Regions from separate parts of the Mus musculus genome. Here region 2 is linked to region 1. A link is a contact called in public HiChIP or PLAC-seq data. All regions are on one chromosome and are shown on one strand. Each heading gives the region's core, a stretch centred on a gene start, on an enhancer-like site or on the middle of the called end of the contact. The rest is flanking DNA. Distances are from core to core; before and after follow the strand shown. Region 1 overlaps Large1 (LARGE xylosyl- and glucuronyltransferase 1). Region 2 holds the start of Hmgxb4 (HMG box domain containing 4).

What was found. HiChIP or PLAC-seq counts read pairs in DNA pulled down with a chosen protein or histone mark.
Region 2: an H3K27ac HiChIP or PLAC-seq map of the NIH/3T3 cell line shows a contact between it and region 1, with 11 times the contacts expected there. The contact joins the promoter of Hmgxb4 here to the enhancer-like site in region 1. A contact is called at or near these places in 8 of 39 promoter capture datasets (the 3T3-L1 cell line, cranial neural crest, embryonic stem cells and 5 more) and 7 of 115 datasets of contacts at active chromatin or transcription factors (the NIH/3T3 cell line, extraembryonic endoderm stem cells, large pre-B cells and 4 more).

Annotation. Positions count from the first base shown.
Region 1 is chr8:73,288,107-73,294,236 of GRCm38.p6, forward strand. The region is part of intron 1 of Large1 (LARGE xylosyl- and glucuronyltransferase 1); the gene reads right to left. Among named protein-coding and RNA genes, the nearest start is that of Large1, 62 kb to the right of the region's middle. Within about 2 kb of position 2,750, at least 56 of the 459 cell types and tissues checked have an H3K27ac peak or open chromatin away from gene starts, as enhancers often do. A contact at or near this core is called in the NIH/3T3 cell line, where this site is marked.
Region 2 is chr8:74,991,437-74,997,566 of GRCm38.p6, forward strand. It overlaps Hmgxb4 (HMG box domain containing 4), which reads left to right and starts at 2,214. Exons shown (of 11, transcript NM_178017.2): 1 at 2,214-2,313.

The sequences.
Region 1 (6,130 bases), core at 1,500-3,999:
CAAGGAAGGGAGGAAAATGAAAGGAATAAACTACTCTCCGAACAGAAATATCCATGTCATGCTGGGGAGGAAGCACGGACATCCAGTCCTCCAGCAGCAGCTTCAGAAATAGCCCAGACAACAGGCCTACCATGAAGACAAACAAAGCATCTCATGGGAGAGGAAAAGGGTGCTGGCCTGGGCACCTGAGGGATGGTCCTCCCTTGTACTGCACATGCTGAGTAGAAAGAAGGACTGGAGCTGAGAGAATGCCCTCATCTTAGCATATCAACAGAGAATAAGCTACTCATACCAAGATTCCCACAGATCACAAAAGCATCAATCACATCTACTAAGAACAAGATTACTCACGCAAAGAATGAGACGATGAATGCTGGAAGGGATCCATTGATTATTTAATAAAAGTCTTAATTCCCCTGGAGCCAGAATGACTTGCCTTAAACTAACCCATTCACACGAGTGAGAAGAAAAATGATTACTGCCTGCCAGCCAGGTATGAGGCCCTGGCACATACATCACTGTAGAGAACCGTGACCCTTACTGACCCATGGCAATCACCTGCTGCAGTGAGTGAGCAGGGGAGACCTGGATTCATACAAAGTCCAAGCACTCTCTGTTGCATAGGATTTAGGAGTCTGTTTATTCTGTTCACTGATGGATTATAAAATCATTATGGGACAATCCATGGCCCAGAGAAACAGCTTCCATGACGAAGAGGGTTGAAACAATGCTAACTAACATAGGAAAAGCATGCATCCACACAGACCGGCCTTAACATTCTATCCAGCTTTAAAGTAATTTGACAAGAATATCACCAAATTGGCATCTAAATTCACCAAGTGAACATCCAAAACCTTAAAGTCTAGGCAAATTAAGAGAAGTCCCACAATAAAGCATTTTGATTGCGACAGCAAAATTGGTCCTAAAAATTAATAGTCTGTTGTGGCTTTACAAACTATAAGACTATTTCATAGCAGTATACATATAAAACTGGTTTTGAAGGCTAGCTCTTAAAATGCTGAGAATAATACAATTTAATCTCTCACTCCAGCTTTGATCTATGAATGAAAACTGTTAGGACTCTCTGACAAGAAAAGTAAAAATATGGTCTAAGAGATTCCCTTTTCTTTTCTCAATGGTATCCAGTAATATACTGTTTCTAATATGCTTTTGGATATTTGCCATCCAGCATTCCTACAGCAGCCCTAGGTGAGAAGTGAGCAGCATATATAAATTCCATCCCTACCCAAGCCTCCCCCTGGCAGATACCCTAAATTAGTTTTGAGAAGTTTCTTAGAGGGCAGATTTTTCCATCAAAGAGAGAAAACTCAACCTAAATTACCCTTTAAAACAAACAGACAAAAATCTAATGGCTTATGATCTGTAAATCCCTGTCAGACAAGGTCTGATATGCCCAGCACTCTTGTTCTTGATCACTTTATTCTCTGTTATGATTTGGATGTCACATGTTTAAATACTTGGTCCCTCCCCAGATGGTGGTACTGTTTGGGGAGGCTGTGGAACCTTTGAGAAGTGGAAACAAGGGAGTCAGTTTGCTGGGGTGGACCTTAAAGGTTATATAGTACAGCCTGGATTCTGGCTGGAGTCCTCTGCTTCCCAGTACAGAGTTAGGAGCAAACCTAGCCAGGTGATTTTACCAACCTGGACAGGACTTGTTCCAGCCCACATGCCTTTCCCATTGCTGACCTGAGAACCAAAAGAAAACCTTCCTCCTTTATAAACATAGCTCACTATCTTATGACTCTGACCAGGTCTTGTGTAATCCTTATGCCAAACACGAGACAGAACAATCATCATTGTCCTTCTCAGAGCCCTGTACCATCTTCTCTTAAGTCCCTGGGAGGAAGTGACCACAGCCCATCCAGAGCAAAAGTGAATGCTAAGCTAGAACATCAAGAGATGCCACAGATATAAGGAGACAGAGAGAATCAGGACTCAAACAGAAATCACAGATTCCAAAATAGTGACGAATCATTTCAAAATGTAGGAGTGAATCACAAGTCTTTCAAACTGAATCTCTTGGCCACAAATAAAGTCTGAAATATTTAACAACTGCCTACAGGGCTTCAAAGAGAGTCAGGTTCCTCTTACAAAACAAAGTTTGTAAAATCAAACAAGGTTACCATTATCTAAATAAAAATCCCTTTTATACTGCTAAATGGCTTCTCACCATGTGCAAAGTCAGAATCTTGTACTTGACGTAGAAAGGAAAAGCTTTTTGCCCTATTTTTGTCCCTACAATAATGTAAAGTACCAAATCCCATTTCTTAAGAAGCTCCAGCGTGTGCATTGCGCTGGCTATTTGAAACTCTAAAATGACACCTATTATTCAGTTAGGGATTATGATCTTGAGCAGTAAGGTGTTTTTAATAAAAAAATAAAATTAAAAATAGATTTACCACAGCCTTTTTAATGAAACTAGCAGCTCTCTCAAGCTTACAGGGAAAATGATATATTTGGGGGATTGCTTTATATATTGACCTGAAAAGTACTGTTTTAAAAATTTCACTAACATTCACCTTTGGAGCAAGTGCACATTGTTCACATGTGTGAATACACACACACACACACACTCCAATCCCCCACTGCAGGGATAGTCAGGCAGTACACAGGATCCCACCAGAACAAATCCCCTGGAACTTTGCATTCTTGACAGCCAGGGAACAGCAAGTGAAGCCTAGCAGATGTGTGACAAGTACGGAAATGAGTCAGCCTAGTACTGTCCAATAGAACTTCTGGGGACAATACACAAAATTCCACACAGGGGCCCTCCACTTCAGTAGTCATTCACTGCATGTGGCCACAGAGACCAAGGAAGCAGATTTTTAATGTAATTTAATTTAATTCATTAAAGGAGTCACAGGTGGCTAGTGACTACGGAATTGGAAGATAGTTTGGATGCTACTCTTAAGAGTTCTCCCCAGCATGGTGGATGCCTTCCTTCCTATTTTGTATCCCAGCATAGACTGTTACCTTCAGATCTCCAAACAGGCCTGTGCTTTCTACTCTGGGTTCTTGCTGACCCCTTAAAGCATACTCCTGGTCATGCACTCTAAACGTAGGCAGTCATCTCTTCTGGGAAGCCTCTCCTAGTTTTTCTCTATAAATACAACACTCAAGAGGCCAACTTTCTTCTCCTTCCCCATTGGTTTATCGGCCACAGCAAGTTCCTTCCACCATACAAGGCAGCATCGTATTGGTGGAGAGAATATTTTCTGCAGACAGCTGTCCAGCATAACTCCTGTCTTTGGCCTATGCTCATTGCCATCTCCCTGACCTCTTGAAGCTATGTCCTCTTTTCAAACCCCAATGCTCCATCTGTAAAACGTGATTACTAATGAAAGCTTTCCCTTCTGATTGTTGTAAAGAGTACAGGAATGATGAGACACAGGCAAATCATTAGCACAGTGCTTGGCAAGCAGCAAAGACTCAATAAAATTGACCAGTCATTCTTATTTATCATTGTTAAGAGCTATTAGAGTGTGTACCTGTAAGTATGGACTAGGTCTTTGCCATCCCTGGAACCCACTCCTAACATACAGCAAGTACTCGTTAAAGATATAAGTTGTTAACAATGCCTCCAGTGGGTGGACGCCAGGCCTGAGCTCAGCTCTAAGGAGTCTCCTAATGCTGAGCAACCAGACTCTGAAGGTAGTACTCTAAAGCTCTAAGTACATTTCAGAAGAAGTAAGCAGGGGAAGTGGGGTGAGATCACAAGTCCAACACTTATGCAGGGCTAACTCAAGCTGCACAGAAAGTGGTTTCCTCCACCCTGACTGCCTCTCCCACCACTACCCAACCCTCTAACCAGGCCAAATCTGTAGCAAAAAAAAATACTAGCAGTGGAAGCAAACCTCACCATGCAGATTAGGGTACAAAGTAAATTTAAGGTCTAACACTAGCCTATAAGAAAAAGAGAGTACCCTCCCTTATTCTTCTAGGTTACCCCACCCCTTCCTTTCCTAGATGGCTACCTGGCTCTAGGGGAAAACCTTCCAACTTACCAGAACATCCTTATAGCCCTGGATTCCCACTGTGCTCTGGAGGTGCTTGTTCCTGGCCCTGAAAGATGGGCTCTCCTGAGGCTCTTCTAGGCTGCTTGGTTTTATTGAAGGCAAATATGGATGAACAGCAGGTGAAACAAGCATTAAAAGTGATTAAATGTTCAATATACAGCCTTCCAGCCCATGTGGACTCCCAAGGAGACTGTTCATTTCCCAAATTTGCAATTTTTGGCTGTCTTCTGCTGGAAGTGATCTGGCACAGCTGCAGGGCCACGAGCTAAAAACTAGCAAAGTGGGGGCTCGCAGCACACAGCAAGCACTTACTTCTCAAAGGACTTTCCTCCTGGCATGCTTCGGGCAGAGAAGGAGTTCAGCAGTTCTGGCTAGAGGGGAAAGGCAGCCTGGAGTGCAGAATGCATAGAGCCTATGCAGGAAGCTAAAAGCCTACAGATTGGGGTAACAGATCAGAAATAGCTGCCAGGAGGCTGGGACAGGCAGTTGCCTCCTAGGTGAATCTGGTTCTCTTTCCTCTCTGGTCTTCCATTTTCTCCTTTATATAGTCAGAGGGTAGTTTCTACCTTTTCTGCCTCTTTCTTTCTTTCTTTCTTTCTTCTTTCCTTTCTTTCTTCCTCTTCTTAAAGTAGGAACTTCTTTCTGTTTAAACAAAATCCTAGGGGGAAGTTCTAATGCAGAAAACACAGAGGTAAACAGGACTGGAACACAACTGTAAAATTCTGGATCCTATTGATTGAGTCTTTACCCTGGCCCCCAACCCCAGAATCTAGGAAGTGCAGGGCACAATATTAGGAAGTCACATTGTCAGATAACATCAGTCACATCAAGCTCAACTATTTCAGGCTATTACCTGTGACAGACCTCACCTTGCCTGTTTATCAGGCAGAGCCAAGAAAAAGGTTTGTCCTAGTTTCCCAAGCCTCTCTTCAGGGAGATTCTGACTCTGCCACACAATGGCAAAGCCTCAGCTGCTCCAAATGACCGCTTCATCCTGCAAGCCTGTCCCACATGAAAGATGCCTACGTATCATTCAACAAGTCCTGCGCCACCTCCAGGAGCAACCTTACTCCACGCCTACTGACCATATCTTCTGTGTGATGACCCTGAGGAAATACTTCCCAGAAGATTGCACCTCAATAATATGGGCCCCTTATTAATCATAGCTGTTTTCCAACCCCAAACAAACAGCTTCCATTGTCCCAGCAAAACACAAAAGGGTTCACATCCACAGATTCTTAGTTCAAAATACCAGGAAAACAACCTTGATAAGAGTCCGTGGCTTCCCTTTGAAACTTTATAGGCCAGGCATCATCGTGTTTATTTCTTTCAGCATTATCCTCAAATCTCCCACAAAGGCTCGTTATGGTCTGAGCACTCAATGACTTTTCCAGACTGAGTTCCAACTACTGTCACAATCTTTGCAAAACAAAAAACAAAAACAAAACAAAACAAAACAAAAAAAACAAAAAAGCATAGCTCTTTCGCAATAACCTGTTGCTATGACAAACACCATAATCAAAACCAACTTGGAGAGGAAAAGATTTATTCAGCTTATATAGTCCATCATCAATGGAAGTCCGGGCAGGAGCTCCAGGCAGGAACCAAAGCAGAGATCATGGAGGAACACGGCTTTACAGGCTTCCTCTCCTGCTTCTGCTCAGCTGTTTCCTCTATGACCCATAGTGGTAGTGCAAACCTCACAGTGGATTAGGTCCTCCCACAAACATTAGTCAAGAAAATCCCCTCAAAGACAAACCCACAGGCCAACTGGAAGGAGGAAATTTCTCAACTGTGGTTGTGTCTTCCTGTCTTTCCTGATTTGCCAAGTTGACAGCCAAGATTAGCTCCCATAGGCTACATTATTGCATTAGAAAGTTTTATTACAAAAATGTCAACCAGAGACTGAAGAAAATAACAAAATAACTCAGTAGTTAAGAGAACTTGCTGCCCTTCTAGAAGATACAGGTTCCATTCCCAGCACCCAATATGAGTTTCACCACCTTCTGTATCCAATGATTTTTCCACATTCCACAGGTATCAAACATGCATATACAGACATATATGCAGGCAAATCACACATAATGTAGTTT
Region 2 (6,130 bases), core at 964-3,463, 1.7 Mb after region 1:
TGTCATGTATTAAAGTATTAGGTTTGGTGGAGTCTTGATTTATGTCAACCCAACCAACAACTACAATCAATATGGTGAATGTATTCTTTACGTCCCATGAAGCCGAAGGAGGACTCTGTGAGGTCAGCGCTCATCTCCCACCTTCTGTTGCCAAATTCCACAGAGCCATGCTAGGATGCTCACAGCAGAGAAGCTTCACCCACATGCTTCTGAGGAGGAGCTTGTTCAGAGTGCCTCGGCCTTCTGGACTCCACCACCGATTCCCCTTCCAGCAAAGCAAGTGCCAGCAGGCACCTCATCACAAGAAGCACCGGAGTCATGTTTTAAAGAGCAGGCCTTTCCACCCTTACCTGCATCTGTACTGCTCTTCCCCAACCAACACACCACCACTCACTACAACATGGCTTTATTATTTTCTGCTGCCCTCCCAGCCAGAGTATCAGCTGCTGAGGCTCAAGTACCCTTGACTTTGTTCTCTTGTTAGTGCCCAGCACCTTGCCCAGTGCCTGCTATACCCTGTGCTTTCCATAAGGACTGTTTCAGCGAATAAATGAACGAGTGTATGTTCAGTGATCCAAGAATGATAGTACTGTGGTCAAGAACAGGCTGAGGAGCTGAAGAGATGGCTGCAGGTTAAGAGAATACTACTCTTCCAAAGGACCTGAGTTCAGTTCCCAGCATTCACACTGTACAGTTCATGACTGTCTATAGTCCATCTCCAGGAAATCTGGTGTATTCCTTTGGCTTCTATGAGCATGTGCACACACACCAACAGTTAAAGAAATAGAGGCCATGAATTTGAGAGAAATAAATGGAAAGGGTTGAAAAGAGGGAACATGATCTAATTATATTTATATATAAGAATTAATAGTAGTGCATGATTTTAATCTCAGTGTTCAGGAGGCAGAAGCAGGAGGATTTCTGTGAATTTCAGGCAAGCCTTGTCTACATAATGAGTTCCAGGACAGCCAGGGCTGCTTCCTCCACCCATCCCTCCCGCCAAAACTGCCTACCTCCTGTGACTTTGACAAAGCAAAACAGAAGAGAAATTCCTCCCTAGAGCAGATGAAGGCTGGGTCTTTTCAGTGAGGAGGGCACCAGCTTCTGGTTGCCCTGATGGAGTGAGCACTGTTCACACAGAAGGCTATTATATACTTACACTATGCTACAAAAACAGAGTCTTTATATTAAACCAGGCTCTGGAAATTGTAAATGCTATTGATTTATTGAGTTCTCCTCAATAAATCAGAAGAAACTGTTTTCTCCTGTTTCTTAGAGAAAGAGTAACTTATTTATTTCCATTTTGTGTGTTTTTAGGGGACATTCCTGTGGCAGTCAAACTTGCATGAATCAGTTCTCTCTTTCCACCATGTAAATTTCCGGTGTCAAACACATACCCAGAGATTTGGTGTAAAATATTTTAACCCACTGAACCAATTCACCAGTCCTCTTAACACTTAAACAAAAATTGGTGTGAGCGGTGTAATAATTTGGTGAGAAAACAGCTTGTCTTACAAGTGTATGGTCTTCCACTTCACCTGGGCTACTCTCCAGATGTAAATGCTAAATTACAAATAAATACGGCTATTAACCCTTATCGCTCTGAGTCCGGCAAAGAACAGATTGTCTTGAAATAAACAGCATAACATTCTGTCTTAAATACAAAAGATTTAGGGGTAAAAGGAGAACAAGAAGGGCTACTATTAGGTGACCAGAAAGGACCGAGATTGCGGAGAAGGACCCATGAGTTCCTAAAAGAGAATACAAAGCTAATTGTCTAATTTTAAGTCTGTCATGAAATTTTCGAGGTTTGTATAAGCACGTGGTAGATAAGTACATAAAATTGTAACTGACAGTGAACGTATAAAATCCAAAGCCAAGCTCCATTGCTTCAGAACGACTGTTCTAATTGCATAGAAGTTTACGGAGCTGTAAAGACTTTGGGTTGGGGCAGGTGTTTGGCTACATTAATCTAATTGCCTGATATTTTTTATTCGCAATTTCTTTACAGAAAGATATTTTTATTGAAGAATAAACAGGAGACTTTTGAAATTATTTGTTTAGACCGAGAAGAGATTTCTAGACTAAACCTGCAACGGAGGAGTGTATTCTCAAACGGTACCGCGACCGCGCTCAACAAGCAGGTTTATTCGATGCGCTCGACGCTCTTTCGCCGGCGCGGTAGCCCCGCTGCAGTAGGAGTCTGCGCTCTGGGCTCGACTGAGGCGCCCTTGTTGCTCGCGCTTTTCTCTCCTTCTCCAAGATGGCGGCCGTCGGCGGCGCTGAGGCGGGATCCGAGCGAGCCGAGTGAAGGTAGCGGCGAGCGGAGCCCCCACCAGACCCGTCCGGACCCCCACCCCGGGGCGGCAACGGCCCCGCCCGGCCTCCGCCCACCGCTCCGGCCCCCCGACACCGTCCGGGAGGCGCTTCAGGCCCGCCGCGGCCTAGCTCGGGGGCCAAGCCGGGAACTGGAGTAGCGGCTGCAGCCGCCCCGGGGAAGGGGCTCGAGCGGGCCGCAGGAGGAAGGCGGCGGGAGCTGTTCAAACGGGGAAGGCGGGAAAGCTGCGGGGCCGGGAGGGGGCGTGCGGCCGCCCCAGGGACCCGCGGCCCGCGCCGCCCCTCCCCCTGCGCCGCTGTCTGGGCGCTCCGGGGCGCCGGAGGCCGACGGGACGTGGGAACACGGGTCGGGCGGAGCGCGGCATGGGAGCCGGGGCGCGGGCTACCTGGGGCTGTCAGGAAGAGAGGTCCCGGGCCGGCGGGCGGGAGGGCTGGGCGCGCGGTGAGCGGCGAGCGGGAGAGGATGCCCGGAGCTTCCTGCGCTGCGCAGAGCTTTGTTGAACTAGCGGTTGCAGCAGACCTGCCGAGGTTATCACAGCGGGGACCCCGGGAACGGTGGTCTTGGGGACTGTATGGATAAACGATCTCGTATTGTGTGTGTTCTTTGCGTGCGACTCAGTTTGAACATGCCTTCTTAATTGGAGTCATCTCCATACAGGCCCATTTCCCCCTCCACAACCACTACTTGTAGGTTCACTTTAGTTTATATCATATAGCAGACAAGATATGTCTACCACCCACCCACCCCACCCTTGTTTCCAGTACTGGCTGATTCTATACCCTCGTAGCAAAATACATTTTTAAAAACTGCATCCAAAGTAAAGCCTGTTGATTATGGCTTGTCAAAATTTGGATCGCTGAACTCGTGGAACCGAGTATGTTATCAGCCAATCTGTGCAGTGGTCGTGGTTCCAGTTAGCATTGCAGTGAGAAGATTCAGTGCGCCTTTCTGGCTATGGAGATCTCTGCAAGTTGCGAAGCTGGCAGGGGCTGGAGTGCTGCATAGGTGGGTCCTTGGAAAAGGGTGTGGCAAGAACTCCAACAGATCCAAGAAGGAAGGAAACCCACTGAAGTAAGAATTCACCTGTGCTATCCTAGAAGTAGCAACAAAATATCAGAATCTGCCAACAGCTGGATGTGTTTCTTCCTTTGACTGCATGGACTGGCAATCTAAGTTCCTAAAAACAGCCTTGGAGGAAACTCCCGTCTGGAGGAGACAGACCTTCCTTGCCCAGTTTACTGGGTGGATTTTCTTTCTTTTTCAATTCTCCGATCTGTTCTGGGATGATGATAACGATTAGCGATTGCTGGAACTGAGATTACCTCCAAAAACTTAGTTTCTGAAACTTTTTTTATAGTTAACGCTTTGAATTTCCAAAATAACAAAATTCTACCTTTGAAGATTTTAACTTTTTTCATAATTACTTGTTATCCCAAAAGCCTGTGCTGAAGTTTTATTTTCAAGTGGAATTAACAGCCTGCTTCTCCTTTCTTATACCCTGAAGAAAAGCCTTGGAAGAGCCGAGCCACGGTGTTCACGTTTTCTAAGCATTCGCTATCTATAATGGCATAAACAGTATTAAACAATGAATGAGCTTTTCTATGCTGTCATGTTTTTGCACACTAAGACAAACACTAACTGTAAGATTATCCTGCCCCAAGAAGTTGACAGCATAGAATTTTGTAAACTCCAAAATTATGGAATTCAAGAGAATGGGTTTTAGCACCTGTTTTGTGTTTGCTAACATTTGATGTAGTTGTTTTCTGATGTGAAAATCAAACCTAAATTTTTGATCTTCATTAACTCTCCCAATTTACTTTCTACCCCTGAGCCCTCAATTTAATTTGAGACATAGTGTTCATCTAATCTTGTATGAATGCTCCTGAACTCTGCTTTCTTTCACACTGCTGCTTGAGACCTTTTCCCCCTCCCTGGTACTGTCTTTTTCTTGTGAGGCAGCCACCATTTAGGGCCCATCAGTCTGCCCATCCTGGGAATATTCCATAGTATTTCTCAGGTTCTGGGCTGCCCTACATATTGGACTTGTGTTCAGGGTTCACTCACTTTTCCTACAAGCATCTAGTCTTTGTTTGTTTGTTTGTTTGTTTGTTTGTTTTTAAGATTTATTTATTATATGTAAGTACACTGTAGCTGTCTTCAGACACACCAGAAGAGGGTGTCAGATCTCATTATGGATGGTTGTGAGCCACCATGTGGTTGCTGGGATTTGAACTCAGGACCTTCAGAAGAGGAATCAGTGCTCTTAACCACTGAGACATCTCACCAGTCCCTGGTCTTTATTTTAAGAAAGTTCTGGTAGTAGCAGGCGTAGTCCTAATACAGAAAGCCAGCACGTCTGTGTTGACCTGCCTTCAGGAGCATTCCCTAATTTTATGTTTCCAAACCTTTTTAAAATGTACTAATTTTTCACAGCAGTCAAGAAATAACTTTTCACACCTAGTAAAAAGTTCAGCTGGCTTCCAACCCAATAAGACATTGCCTAATTGTATCTTATATTACTTGTAATGTTCTCAAGGGGGAAAGCTGTTTATGAGTCTCTGGCCTGCCATTACTTATGTTTAAAAGTGTATTGGTGTTTGACCAGTGACTGATGGATGTATTATGAGACTAAATAAGGATGTGGTTGGACTGGGGAGGAGCGGGGCATTATTTCTCAGGAATTCTATGCCAAAATTCATCAGGTACGAAAAGCCTGAAACTTCAATCTAAAGTTATTTTACTTAGTGTCAGCTTGTGAAAGCCAAGATCACCTGTATGGCTTTCTAATAAACTCATCATTTTTGAACTAGTGAGAATATTGCCATTGTTTTGTTTGAGAGATTCTCTCTAGCCCTGGAATTCATTATGTAGATCAGGCTGGCCTTGAATTCACAAGATAGCCACTTGTCGATGCCTTCCAAGTGCTGGAATTAAAGGTGTGTGCCACTTGGCAAAATTGTTGTCTTTAAATGAGTGCATATCATTTTCAGTGGCCCACCTTCACTCCCTTTTAAGTTAATATCGAGGGGTTGGAAGTGAAGAACAGTTTCTATTTAAGAAAGTGTAGTAATTAAACACTAAAACAGGAAAAAATGGCCATGTATATCTTGTCACCTTACATTCTTACATGAGGCCTGACCCTACATTTTCTTCATTTCATGAGAAAAGCCCTGTGAGCAACCAGCATGCCAGCTCTTTAAACAATTGGCTTCATGTAGATTTACTTCCCTCCAGCTTCCCTTACCTTGAACAAATTCCTTCATTTCACATTTTGTAATTCTCAGACTTTGAAAATCATAACAGTGCTTTTCTTTGTATTGTCAACTTTGGCCTACCTGTGCATTGTATTTATGTGGCTTTTAAAGAAACATTTGTTGTTTTGTTTTGAGACAGGGTCTCACTTGGGAGCCCTGGCTGGCCTGGAACTCATGTAGAGCAGACTGGCCTGAGATTTACAGAGAACCACATGCCCCTGACATGCTGACTCCTGTGTGCTGGGACTAAGGGTATTCACCAGCAAGCCTCACTAAATTAAAACTCTTAACCATTAAGTCATGAAAATTTCCCGTTAATCAGCTCGTGTTTTCTTTCCCACAAACTCTGTGCTTCTGTTTTCTCCACACCTATCTGAAGGGCGGAATAATGTTACAGAACTGACCTTCAGTCATCCTAAAGTCATTTATTATAGTGAAGGTTAAATTAAATTACCAATTAGATTAACTTCTAAGCACTTGACTGAATGAGAACATTTTCAAATTAGTTATTTCAGATATCCTGCAAAGCAGTGAGTTC